2 separate regions of the Rattus norvegicus genome follow, and region 2 is linked to region 1. The links are chromatin contacts, called in public Hi-C maps. All regions are on one chromosome and are shown on one strand. The core of a region is the stretch at or near the end of the contact, and the rest is flanking DNA. Distances in the headings are between cores, read along the strand shown. Region 1 overlaps Tbc1d9 (TBC1 domain family member 9). Region 2 has its middle 42 kb from the start of Tbc1d9.

Region 1 (3,347 bases), core at 273-2,772:
TCGTTATGGTGATTCTTCTGTGATGGATTGCCTATCAGACCACCATCCAGAGAAACCGGGGCCCTGAGAATATAGCAGCTCGCTGGAGTGGCCGAGGACGTTTCAGTTAGCTAAACCCTTTTTTAAAGACGGCAGGCTACTGCCTCATCACATCTGTAACATTTTTGAGATGCCAGAAACTAGCAAAACAGTCAATGCTTCTGCTATGTCATGCATGGAGGCAAACCAGTGAATCGGATAATCAAACACTTTTATTGAGATAAACCAAGGGAAATGTTTTTATTAAATGTTTTAAGTTTACTGGACAATAGTACTCTGATTTCTCTGCAAATGATAGAAATCTTTGAACAGTTTTTCTTTTGTTCCTTTTCCTTTCTTCCCCTCCCCCTCCCCCTCCCTCTGTTGAACTTTTGATCCTCCTGGCTCCATCTCCTGAGTGCTGGGATTATAGTCCTAGGCCACCTCACTCCATTTTTGTGTGGCCTTGTGCATAGTAAGTAAACACTCTACCAGCCGAGCTACTCGCCAGGCCCTGGGAAGGCAGCTTGGAGCGCTGGCTTGGAGCATTGGAATGGCAGTTCGAGACTTTGCCCCAGTGTGACTTCTGAGAGGTGTTGACTTCCTGGCACTTCCTGCTTCTCCACATAGCAACGAGGAGAACACACCTAGCTGTTCGTGTTGTGCAGAACAGCAAAGTAAGTTGTGCTTCCAGGCCCATCCTCACCTTATGTGTCCCTCTCCTGACAGGTGTATTCTCGGCCCAGCAGCCTTGTTTCCTCCAGTCCCCAGAGAAGCACCAGCTCAGACGCTGATGGAGAGCGCCCCTTTAACCTTAACGGCAACAGCGTCCCCACAGCCACACAAACCCTCATGACCATGTACCGGCGGCGATCTCCTGAAGAATTCAACCCAAAATTGGTAGGGACATCTTTCTGTCCCCTGAAACGTGCTGTGTTAGAACAAAAGAAAACAAAAAGGTTTAAGATTTTAGATATTTTTGTACATGAGTGTGTGCGTGCGTGTGTATAAGCAGATCGAAGTCAGAGGGGATCACTTGGAGGTGGAGCTGCAGGCAATTTCAAGATTCCTGTCCTTTTATGCAGATCTTGGGATCTGAATTCTGATTGTCTACCCTTGAGCACTGAGCCATCTCTCCTGTCCCTGAGTAGATACTTTTATTGCAATTAAAACCACCATCAATAGAAATGGCCTTAAGTGTTTGTAGAGATACCTGTAACATTTTTTTTTCAAAAAAGAAAAGAAAAAGAAAAGGAAAACAGTTTTTGTCTAAGTGTGTCATTGGCTTGCAGAGTGACTTGTGGAAACCATAAGGGTCACAGTACCTGTGTGACTACTTTTCTTTTTCTTCGGTACTTTTTTTTTAAACTACTGTGTAAACCAAACGACAAATAAGACTGCTTTCTCAGTCCACATCTAAAACATTCACAGGGGTATACACCTAAAACCACAAGTATGATCAGCGTTCTACTGGTTAATGGTTAATCTCCCTTCAAGTAAGTAAATACTGAACAGGAGACGCTGATAGAACAGGCTATGGTTGGATAAAATTCGGAAAGACCTCTAAACATCCAGAGTTCTACACTCTCAGGAGTTCTGCTCAGAGTCAACTGTCGGTTCACCAGATCACAGTCTGATCTTTCATTATGGTCTCAGGACCTCCGGTCACCGGATGGGTCATGTTCACTATGTCTTTCAGGCCAAAGAGTTTTTGAAAGAACAAGCCTGGAAGATTCACTTTGCTGAGTATGGGCAGGGGATCTGCATGTACCGCACGGAGAAGACCCGCGAGCTGGTGCTAAAGGGCATCCCAGAGCGCATGCGCGGGGAGCTCTGGCTGCTGCTTTCAGGTAGGGAGAGCTAAGAGCAGCGTCGCGGGGATGACTGGGGCTTCCTTCCAGCCTCCATCACACTGCCAAAGTCCTTTGAGATAAGAGACCTAAGTCACCCAGTTCTGAAGTCTGTCCTTAGTAACCTTCCTTCACAGGGAGGTCTCCAAGGTCAACAGTTCCCATCCTCCAATCCAGTGGCTGCCTCTGCTTCTCCAGCGAGGCTGAGGGGGAGGAAGAATCTGAAGTAGAAGTGTGATGCTTTATGAGTAGAAGTGCTGTCTCCTCCAGGCAATGTTGACATCATTGAGAATACGTCAGTGGACCCAGTTGTTTCCTGTGGAGATGGGAATGTTCATCTCTCTGCTCACCCCAGCTAGGGGACCAGTGGCTGACTAAAGGGAGAATTCACTGAAGTCTAGTTAGCAAGCCAGTGAGCTCCATTAGGCTTCTTTTTCCAAGCATGGGGGAGAGGGAACTTACCGGAGCATGGAGCACTTCCTGGCATCTAAACCACTGAAGGACGGTCTCCCAGCGAGGAGTGACTGCTATTCTCCTATTTGCACTACTCTCTGTCCTCAGGGTTTGCTTTCCAAGACACACACACCCCCTTCCCCTCAGCCAGCACGTGCAACAGTATTCAATCCTGTATATACTATAGATTTTCCTACACACACACACACACACACACACACACACACACACACACACACACACACACTCAAATCAACAACGATAAAAATAAAGCCGTTATAACAATATGCCACAATAAAAGTTATCTAAAATGGTGAACTAATTTCTGTGGATTTTTTTGCACTCGATTTTTAAAAAGTATTTTAGTCATTTCAGAGAAGCCACTGCTATTTTTCTGCCATCTGGAAACATCTAAGCACCTCGGGATTCTTGTATGTAGCCCAACCATCAGAGTACACACACCCTTGCTATCACCAATCTTCATTTTAACCATAGACCACTGCCTCAGCTGGATGAAGACAGGAAATGTTACCAGTCTAAGCCCGTGGGAATATGTTTTTATTTGAACCCAGAGGTGGCCCCACCCAAGTACCATTATCACACCTTTTCACTTAAAAACAAATGGTACTGAAACTTAAAAATAAAGTCACTGGGCTTTACAAGGAAACCTTAATGCTTGTAGACCTTTCCAAAAGTAGACAGAAATGGTAAAATTGACTACCATGAGATACATCTTAGAAATAAGAAGATCAAATCCTAAAAACAAAAGTTAAAGATAAATGGTTTTATCTATTTTGTGTAAATTTGGTTTGTTTGATTTTTTAACCCCCCTATTTTATTGTGTAGACCAGACCCAGGAACTCTCTTGAGCTAGGCATGGGTGTAGGTATTTGTAATCCTAAAAGTAGGGAGGGAGGCTGAGGCAGGACACTGTCTACAAGTCTGAGGCCAGCCTGGGCTACCAAGTGCTTCAAAAGGTGATATTTCAGAAAACACCAAATACCGCTCTTACGAGCGTGGTGCTCT
Region 2 (3,347 bases), core at 221-2,720, 110 kb before region 1:
ATAAATCTTTAAAAGACCATAGCCTGTGTGGCTTGTAAATAAAGTTTCATTAGAACACAGTCTCATTTGTTAACTCGGGTGGGAGAGAGACACAGGACCACAGTCTATGCTTACTACCTGGCCCTTTAAAAAAAAAAAATGTGTCCACACTTAGTTTAGAATACTCCTCCTCAAATGTTTTTCAGCCAATTCATCAAAAATGGGGAAATGGTTCACTTTGTAGGAATATACAGAACTTCAGTTGCCCTATCATTTTAATGATATAAAGAGAATCAATAAACAAGACCAAGTGGATGTAGACCGAGCTGGGTGGAACAGTGTTTGCCTTATATGGGCAATCCTTGAAGTTCAGTCCTGGTAAAGTCCTGTACAGACGAGACCTGCAGGGATGCCTAAGAAAATGTTAGCATTCATAACCTTGGGATGATGAGATATTGCACTAGTCTCTGTTTTCTGCCTTTTGGCTTACGTCAGCACATACTTTCAAACTATCAAGGAGGTACCAATTTCAAAATTAAAATGTCACTGAGTTCCCCAGTCTTGGGTAGAGCGAGACGTTCCACTTCCGTAGAGTTTTCACTAAGCACTCCCGGCTGCCCACACACTTCACTCTGAGGTCTGCAAGGCTGAAGGGCACTTTCTCCCTCTCACTGACTTCTTATATAAAGATAAACGACTCCATTCTCAAAAGAAAGGGGTTTCGGTGACTGGCTGCTCTTCCAGAGAACTCAGGTTCAGTTCCCAGCACCCACAGGGTGGTTCAGAACCATTTGTAACTCCAGTTTCAAGAGAGCTAATGCCTCCTTCGGACCTCTGAGGACACTGCACGCAGATACACACTGCATATGTTCAGGTAAAACATTCATACCTATAAAACTGATAACTTAAAACAGAAAAAGGAAGAATCTTTGACAAGGTCAAGAAAAAAGCAACGTAGTCAGGCTGAAATATGATTCCCCCCTCCAGCGTGCATTGGCCACAGAGTCCTTCGCAACTCGCTGACCTTGGAACACGGCTATTCCAGGGGAAAGACCTTGAACAGAGTCCTGAGGAACCAAAGGTGTCCTGGTCCTTACTATGTACCCATCGCTGGGCTTGAAATCCTAATCCTCCTGCCTCTACTCCCCAGAATTATGGGATTACAGGTGTGGGCCTATGTCCTGAGCCAAGCTACAGTTTTAAGAGGAGAACAATCAGATCTGCTTTGATTATCCTTGTGTGTGTGTGTGTGTGTGTGTGTGTGTGTGTGTGTACATAGTTCAATGATAAAGCCTGAATTTTAAGTTTTCCACCATTCTAAACATCAAGAGCTTTAACTAAAGGATTCTGTTAAGCCAGAAGAGCATTCAGAGCAATGGGAGGAAGACAAAGTGAGAAAAAAAATTGAACCAAGAGCAGAGGTCAGCCAGGGTAGCTTCACTTCCCACAAACACTTCCTATTCTTTGCAAGGCCTGGGGAGCTTGCAGCATGGAACTTCCCTGAGTGCTTGGAGAAAGCAGTTGCTGTGTCACGGTCTCCTCATTCTCCAGAAGATAAAAGGGAGAGCTCAACTCCCTCAGACCACCAGGCGACTCAGGCTTCATTAGCGGCCTGCTCACCCTGCCCCTGCAGAGATTCATTAGGACAATGAAACCCAGACATGGTGGACAGACTACAGGAAGAACTGTGGCTCCGGAGAGAGCCGTGACTACATTATTCGTCCCCAACACACTTGGCATTTGTGAATCACTTCTCATTTCTTGGTCCCAGGAACAAATTAAACCCAATTTCCTGTCTTGGACCAGTAGCCACAATTAAGGGCCTGACGAGTTTTCTCTGCTTCATTATTTCTTCAGAATAATTGTCCAGTCTGGCGTGGTAGCATACACCTGTAATCCCTGGACTCTAGAAGCAGAAGCAGGAGGATTGCCACAAGTATCAAGTTCCAAGCCATCCAGGCCTACAAAACAGGAACTTTTTTTAAAATTTATTTTGTATTTATTTTATGTGTGTGGGTTTGCTCATCTGTATGTCTGTGCCCACATGCATGCAAAAGGGTGTTCGATCCCCTGGACCTGGAGTTAGCCACAGCCGTAAGCCGCCTGTGGGTGCTGGGAATTGAACCTGGTTCTTCTATGAGAACGATAAATGCTCTTAACTGCTGAGTCATCTCTCCAGCCCCAAGACCTCGTGTTAAAAGGCACTGCGTCCTCGCATCTACACAGACACACAAACCTTGTCTCCTGTTGCCAGCAGTTGGCTCACATAAACGTTTCCTAACCGACAACGTAGGCCCTAAATTGAAAGTCTGACGTGATGGGGCTCACTTCATTCCTCAGTCAATTCATATTAGCTGAGCAACTACTATGTGAGCCACGCCCAGCTCTAGACCAACATCTAGGGAGACAGCAGAGGCACCAACCTGTGACTCTGGTTCTTACTGTAACGTACTGTTTTCCTACGATTCTATAACATTGTCATGATTTACCCTCTGCAGAATGTCTAGTTACCCATCCCCTCTGAGTCTACTTCAATGCTGGGAGGTTTTCCCAACTCCTAGACAGGGTAACCACTTCCTTTTAAAAATATTCCTTCTATTTATATGCCAGCTGATGGTGGAATGTTCAAAGGGTGACTCAGCAATGCCAGGAAAGCCATGTTGAGCAAGCCTGAGTCCCTGAACAACTTCCTGGAGCAGAGATTCCCCTCCTGCCTTGAACTGTGACATGATAAGAAGAAATCAGTTTATCAAATGAGCCCCATAAATTTGGGCACCATTTGTTAGATCCCTTGGTTTGTACTTCCTGCTCATGAACACATCTACAATGCACCACAGGGAATGGGTTTTCAGAAAACACTGTTAGCTCCAGGAGAGCCTCTTGACTCATCATCACATCTCCAAACCTTGAAATTGGGATCATCTTGATGCAACAAGCGAACAACACCCTTGAAGGTGTAGGTGACATCTATCCCTCAGGGACAGTCTCCTTTTTCAGGGCTTCCCCTATCTCTTAGTTAGGGTTTCATTGCTGTGAAGGGACACCATGACCAAGGCAATTCTTACAGAGGACAACATTTAATTAGGGCTACCTTACAGGTTCAGGGGTTCAGTCTATTATAGTTATATCAGGAAGATGGCAGCATCCAAGCAGACATGGTACTGGGGAGCTGAGACGTCTACATCCTGATCGAAAGGCAACCAGGTAGAGACTGTCTTCTGCAGACAGGCAGGTGGAGGGTCACTTCCGCACTAGGTGGACCTTGAGCATAGGGACCTCTACAAAGACACACTTTCTCCAACAAAACCACCCCTCCTAATAGTGCCACTTTCCGTGGGTCAAGCGTAGTCAAACCACCACCCTATGAA

The links. Hi-C and Micro-C count contacts between places; a contact is called where the count stands out from the background.
Region 2: a contact with region 1 is called in a Hi-C map of liver, with 3 times the contacts expected there. The contact joins two enhancer-like sites. A contact is called at or near these places in 5 of 12 Hi-C or Micro-C datasets (the A7r5 cell line, frontal cortex, liver and 2 more).

What each region holds. Positions count from the first base shown.
Region 1 is chr19:41,775,101-41,778,447 of GRCr8, reverse strand. Tbc1d9 (TBC1 domain family member 9) reads left to right here. Exons shown (of 21, transcript NM_001415072.1): 8 at 748-918; 9 at 1,718-1,868. Among named protein-coding and RNA genes, the nearest start is that of Ucp1, 55 kb to the right of the region's middle. Within about 2 kb of position 1,522, at least 8 of the 93 cell types and tissues checked have an H3K27ac peak or open chromatin away from gene starts, as enhancers often do. A contact at or near this core is called in liver, where this site is marked.
Region 2 is chr19:41,888,129-41,891,475 of GRCr8, reverse strand. No RefSeq gene overlaps it. Among named protein-coding and RNA genes, the nearest start is that of Tbc1d9, 42 kb to the right of the region's middle. Within about 2 kb of position 1,470, at least 4 of the 93 cell types and tissues checked have an H3K27ac peak or open chromatin away from gene starts, as enhancers often do. A contact at or near this core is called in liver, where this site is marked.